2 separate regions of the Siniperca chuatsi genome follow, and region 2 is linked to region 1. The links are chromatin contacts, called in public Hi-C maps. All regions are on one chromosome and are shown on one strand. Each heading gives the region's core, a stretch centred on a gene start, on an enhancer-like site or on the middle of the called end of the contact. The rest is flanking DNA. Distances are from core to core; before and after follow the strand shown. Region 1 overlaps LOC122888751 (rho GTPase-activating protein 26-like). Region 2 holds the start of LOC122888753 (putative fibroblast growth factor 1).

Region 1 (3,157 bases), core at 473-2,972:
AGATCTCAGCACACTGGATGTGGTCATTGATGTGTGACCTTTGACACTTAATGGAGGAGTGCAGGTGAAAAATGTGCAGCCTCAGCAACAATGGCACCTCTATATCACTATCACATTACTCCAGTTTATATTATTTGCTAATACTGAAGAGTGTTTTTATTTTATTTAAACATCTGGGTCCAATTACCCATATAGTTTGCAGTCACTGTATTCTTATGTAATTTTCCTTGAAGTGATTTGATCACAGCAGTTCCAGAAAAATGGCTCTTCTACAGCTCACCTGACCTTTTTAAAACTATTGGCACATATCGAAGTTCCAGTGAGAGCCTCCTTAATGCAGGATAATTACAGTATTTTCTTGAGAGTCAATATACTGTAATATTAAGTACATCACTTGTTATTTTGGGATACTTTTTTATATTCAGTTATCGTAATTTTATACACACTGAATTCAAGAATTTGTGTTGATAACCAAATATAGTATATTTGACTGAAAGCCCCGGCATTACAGCTTTACTTTGTGCAAAGAAGAGATAATAGAACAAGCCAAATACCATCAGTATATCTTGGACATTGAAAACAATGCCATGATACGACATTCTGCCTATACTGCAGACTTGTATTATAAGTGTTAATGACACCTTTAAATGCTCAGTCTTTATTGTGAAGTTCACCATCTTAATCAGTTGCCACACATTGACCTTGCACTGAGAGAATTTGGGAAAGTCCTTTTAAGACAGGCTTTTAATAAAAAGCTGTAGTATAAATATATGTACAGAATATTTACTGCATGTCTTAGGGTCTCCCTCTTCTTGTACATGAATGTATATCAAGGTCTGAACCATTACAACATGACCTAGATAGGAGATTAGAGGAATACATAATCCTGCCATAAATCACTGATTCCCACTGGGGGCTCTCATAGGCCAGCAGGGCTCCCTTATGGTGTGGCTGGTGTTGCTTTAGTGTTTCAGTGTGTATAAATCTTTTTGTACCCTGACTGAATGTACAGGAGGGTATGGAAACATTGAACATAAAAAAGTAAGCAAGTAGGTAAACAGAAGGGCTCAAGATTTACTATATAAATATTGTGTTTATTAGACTTTTTAATTTAAATTTTTTGCACTATAGACTTTTATCAACAAACACTGAAGTTAATGGATAAATACTACACTGTACATTTTAAGGTAATCCCTTGCCCCATGTAATAAATATGCCATGTTTCAATGTTCAAATCTCCTTACAGCAGGTCATGGTGCACTATGTGCTGTCATTAGCCATAGGACCTAGATGAGTAGCCACAGGGGTTCCCCTGATAGATGCAGTATTATTATCAGTGTATACTCTGCTAATCCGCCCCCTTACAGCAGGTCATTGTTTGATTGTGACATGGTGGCCAGATTAAGAAGTGAACGCATAATCTGTGCAGTTAAGTCACCATGAGCGATGTACTAATCCCAGTTTAGCCCTAAAAGAACCGACAACATCTTCGCCTGGCACAATTTCACCTTGTCCTAAAGCTTTCAGACCTGGCAGTCCTCTCACACAAGAGGAGTTTTAGGAAAGTTACAGTGAGTGGATAAAGAACAGTAGAATGTGTTTAAAACAGTTTATTTAAAGATAACTCAGGCCCAGCTTTTAATCTTATTCACCATGGAATTCAAGCAAATCAAATTGTGGCAGAAACAAAGTATCAAGAAACGCATTGCACAAGTCATCAGTCTAAGCCCCATGCAAGGCACAGCAGATGCTGCCTCCGTTAAGGATATGTTTAATGATACACTGTTAGTGAACTTTGGTACTGTGGTGAACTAAAAAAAAGCACAAATAAAGTGAGTGTTTACAAAACGTTTTATGCCATGTGCTGTTCGCAGAAACAGGCAGGGAGTGATGATGTATTGGTTGGCTTCATGTTTCAGTGGGACCTCCTAGGAATTGTTGACATGACAGAGCACTGGAGTGTAGCTGTGATGAGTCAATCTGGTGGCAGGGCATGATCCTGTATAAAACATTTACTTTACTTTTCTGGAAATAGAAAAAGAAAATCATCAGTTAGCAATCATACCAGGAGGAGATTGCCACCTGGTGGCTGAGGATGGAAGTAACTTAAATTAAACCAATTTAAATGCCTCTTTAACTTTTTCACCAAAAATGTGGTTAAAAAACAAAACAACGAACAGTGATTGATAGAAAACATTATATTTATGCTGGCTGTGTAGTTTGTAATTTCCTTTCACAAAGGAAGTCAGACAATCAAGCTTGCTTAAGTATATGTTTTAAATGTATTTTTAATCAAAAGTATGTAATGAACCCATAATGAGGGGCACACAGGAGAGCAGCAGTGTTTTCAGACATGATTTCCACAGTGATTATGAAAAAGTCAAAGAGGCAGAAAACAGAGGCCTTGTTGTTTAGAGGAACGTTCATCATCTCTGATGCGTTCTGCAGCTGCTGTCTATTCCTCCTCTGGCCCTGAGGACTCTTCTTGCTGTTGAAACTGGCTTGGCAGTGAAGCACCTGTGTCATGTGACTGCAACGGGGGCTGACATCATCAGCTTGTCAGAGTTCAGACTGACGAGGCATTATCTCATTGCTTTCACTGATCTGGGAGGTTTATTTCCTTTGCAAATGTCTTTCCAAGAGAAGTTGGAAAAACTAGTTCACACGAACACAAATAAGGAAGACAATAAAACAGTGCTGTTCAGTGATTTATAACATTACCCCCAATTGGCCTTTTTCACAGCAGACATTTTGACTTGTCGTAGTAGGAAAAGCACAGGTGTTACTAATAACATTAACGATGTGTCCCAGTAAGCCATGACAGTGTGACACTGAGCCAGCATGCACAATCCCAGGACCCTGAAACTGAAGCAGCTAAATGGAATCCAGCCATCATTTATTTTATTATTTACACCTGTATTTCCCACTGTGACATGTCAAAATATCTTCTGTGAAAAAGGCCAATGGCCTAATTATTAGGCCCTAATATAACCACAGATCACTGGCTCACTGGTTTGGCTCATTGGTTCCCACAGGACAGATTATGGTATGGATCATTTTGGTGATAAAATTGGTGTATCTGCAATCCTTCCAGGAATTTGAGTTTGAATAACAACTTTATAGCAATGTGGATAATACTGGTTTAACTGGCATTACA
Region 2 (3,157 bases), core at 438-2,937, 57 kb before region 1:
GACGCAGATCCAAACGGCAGCACTGTAACATCTCCCTCAGACATCCTACAGAGAGTTTTAGGCTTGGACGAAGCAGAGTGATGTCCCTGTGTCTGCAACGACAGAGGAGATCCACCGCATTCACTGCTCATGTCACCTGGACTGTGCCTGAGACACGAAAGAAAACAGGAAGGGGAGGACAGCGCCGCCTTCATGATGTGATTACGGGAAATGCTCCCTTCCCCAGCCTCCTTCAATCACTTTCTCCCTCTGTCTGTCTCTCTGTTTCTCTCTGTCAACCTTTTAAGGTACTCTTTTTCTGATGAAACCAGCCGGGGAATCAGATCTGGATGGAGGCCAGGCAGAGCCGCCACATGACCAAACTTGTTTTCCGACCGAACATCACTTAGATTCTTTCTTTGTGGTAATAATTTCCAGATGCAGTGATGTAACTTTCACCTGGAATCAGTGCAAGGCCAGACAACAAAATAAACATGTGGACGAAGGACAGAAAATTTGCTCTAATGGTTTTACTCCCTGCTGGAAATGTTGCAAGTGCCAGCAGTAGTCTAATAAGTATATGCTACAGTTTGACACATCACATTGTAATCTACAAGTGAAACACAATAGCCATTTTCCTCACATTGTTTGAGGCAAAAATGTTTTGTATTAACACCCTGAATTCAGTTGGCTTTAGCTGACTACATTTTACAGTCAAACAAATCTCCAGCAGCCAAACACTTGAAATCTTTCCACTTGTGGAACTTGAATCCATCCAGCCCTGTCAGGCTTACCCTTGGACTGTCTGCTTCCTCAAAAGCTTATCCAAAAAACAATCAAGCCCACTTTAAAGCCACAATGTCAGTGTAATCTCAATATCCTGGAGGGTAGCGATCCCAGAGCAGCAGTGGCTGTCATTAAGTCTGTCCTGTCAAATAGAAAAGGAGCAGGGAAGCAGTGAAGGACCCAGCCAAGCAGTGGTACTGTACAACTCTGGTCTTTGTTATCATTTGTAGCCAGAGGTAGAGTATAACTGCAATAGAGCCAGGCTAGCCCACATCTGGAATGTCTTGGAGAGGCATAAGAAACAGAGGGAGGAAGAGAGGAATGAGAGAGGGAGAAGGAAAGTGAAAGACAGACCAGTGCAAAGCCACAAGAGGAATGTAAGGCCTACCCACTCACAGCCGACTTTTCCTAAGAACACGACCAGGACGTTGTATTACAGGCTTTGAGAAGCCAGTTAGAGCCAGACTGGTCCACAGGGACCTTTGGACAGAGCTTCTGGTGGGAATGACATTAAAAGTCCAACCATTGACCAAGTCAACGTTCGGAATGCGTGGGAGGAGAGATTGAACCAGTGTGTATGTTTGGATCGGGGGAAGATAGTTGAAGGGGATTGTGTTTGGGCTAAAGTAGAGTAAGATAGTACAGTAAGATCAGTATCACCTTGCTTTCCTGTCATCAAAGATCTGTTATTAATGAATCAGCAGAGGTGATTACTAGCAAGAAAAAAGTTCCCACACAAACAACAAAGCTCCTCTGATCTAGTGAGTCAGTCACCTACCTGTGAGAAAGTCATGTGACAGTGCCCCAGATGTGCCAGCATGTCCTTCTCTTTTCCTCTTTTTACTGAGGTTTGGGTGAAACCGGCTCCTTGTGCCTTTTGTGCCAAACTTTCTTCCTCTTTTCTCTACCAGAGAAGTGGCTGGACTATAGTGTGTATGCCTGTATTTGTACCCCCCCACCACCCTTCTAACAACGTCAGAGGACTCATTTTAACAGGCCAACGTCAGGACTAAAATTACTGCTCTAGACTAGAGAGAGACTGAGACAGTGTGACGCAAGTGTCCAGGCCGTGGGATCCAGCCAGAGCCTGGAAATGAGCAGGGCTGCCTGTCTGACTGAGCGCTGATACATTCTTATAGCACTGTCCTCCTGGAGACACTGGCGAGCAACACAATATAAACATTTATAAAAGACACAAAGCAGATGACTTCAGTTCCCAGAATTAATCTTACATAATGCCAGTACCTTAGCCCAGTGGCGACAGTGCAAAGGATAGTTGCTTTGCATTCCTGCAAAGTTAAAATATCTACTCGTCAAAAATAAAAACACATTTGACAATAAATAATCGCACATACAGTAAATGTCCTCAATACATACATGCAGGTACAGACATAAGAGGCATGAGGTCAGGGGACGATGATGTTTGATTTCAGATACAATACTTCATAAATGAAAGGCAGAATTTGTTTTCTGTTTTTAAAAAATGTAATTGATCATCAGTGCCACTCCGCCTCTCAGATTCCAGTTTTGTAATTAGGACCCCAACAGGAGTGAGCAAACGGCAATGCTGATATACTTTCTGGATAGTTTCTGTCTGCAAACAAACTGTGCTTCAGACTGTCACTGACATCCAAGCAGCTCCTGACAAGAAAAAGCCAAAAAGATATAACAGTATGAATGTAAGAAGAAATTGAATACAAACCTATTATTGTGATCAGAGAATAACTTTAACTCACTGGAGGATAAATGATGGTAGTGGTTTATAAATCATAATTTTGCAGGACACATTAAAAGCATTTGAATGCACTCAGTTTAAAAATATATATTTCGATACGTACTGTGGGGTGTTGACATTTCTCAAAATGATGAAAAAATGGCTTCTAAGAATGCAGCAATCTCAGTATCTATTTTTGCACACTTTCACTGTTGCTGTCTCGCACTTGCATGACAATAAACAGCAGCAGTGCGCAGGCTGAGTGAATTATTTACAGTGGTTGCCTCGCCTCTGTCTCATTCTAATGGAAACTCTTCTCTCTATAATTCATCCTCTACAGTACATCTGCATTTTAAAAACACACTTAAAATCATGAGACATAAGACAAAAAAGAGTGACTACACTGCCAAAAAGTGGAGAGCCTGACCTACTTTTCTTTCACCTGTTCATCGCTGAGCTTGTTTGCTGGAAATAGATGCTTTACCTCTATGTACCAGGAGATGGCAGAATAGGTCCACTATCGCAGTAAAAAAATCAGTTTGGCTGCCTATTCATTCATAGCAACATAAAACCTTTCCACAAACTATCACAAAAGTGTAAAATTCCAGTGACACTTTAGTTGGCTAAAGTTCCCTTTACATAATATATGAAAAGGATCTGTTGTTTTACCATTCTTAG

The links. A called contact is a pair of places that touch in the nucleus more often than the background predicts.
Region 2: a Hi-C map of liver shows a contact between it and region 1, with 4 times the contacts expected there. The contact joins the promoter of LOC122888753 here to the enhancer-like site in region 1. A contact is called at or near these places in 3 of 3 Hi-C or Micro-C datasets (liver, skeletal muscle and an unstated tissue).

Annotation. Positions count from the first base shown.
Region 1 is chrLG14:18,259,381-18,262,537 of ASM2008510v1, reverse strand. The region is part of intron 5 of LOC122888751 (rho GTPase-activating protein 26-like); the gene reads left to right. Among protein-coding and RNA genes, the nearest start is that of LOC122888751, 50 kb to the left of the region's middle. Within about 2 kb of position 1,722, the one cell type or tissue checked has an H3K27ac peak away from gene starts, as active enhancers do. A contact at or near this core is called in liver, where this site is marked.
Region 2 is chrLG14:18,316,732-18,319,888 of ASM2008510v1, reverse strand. It overlaps LOC122888753 (putative fibroblast growth factor 1), which reads right to left and starts at 1,687. Exons shown (of 4, transcript XM_044223568.1): 1 at 1,544-1,687; 2 at 1-92. The coding sequence starts at 1,585.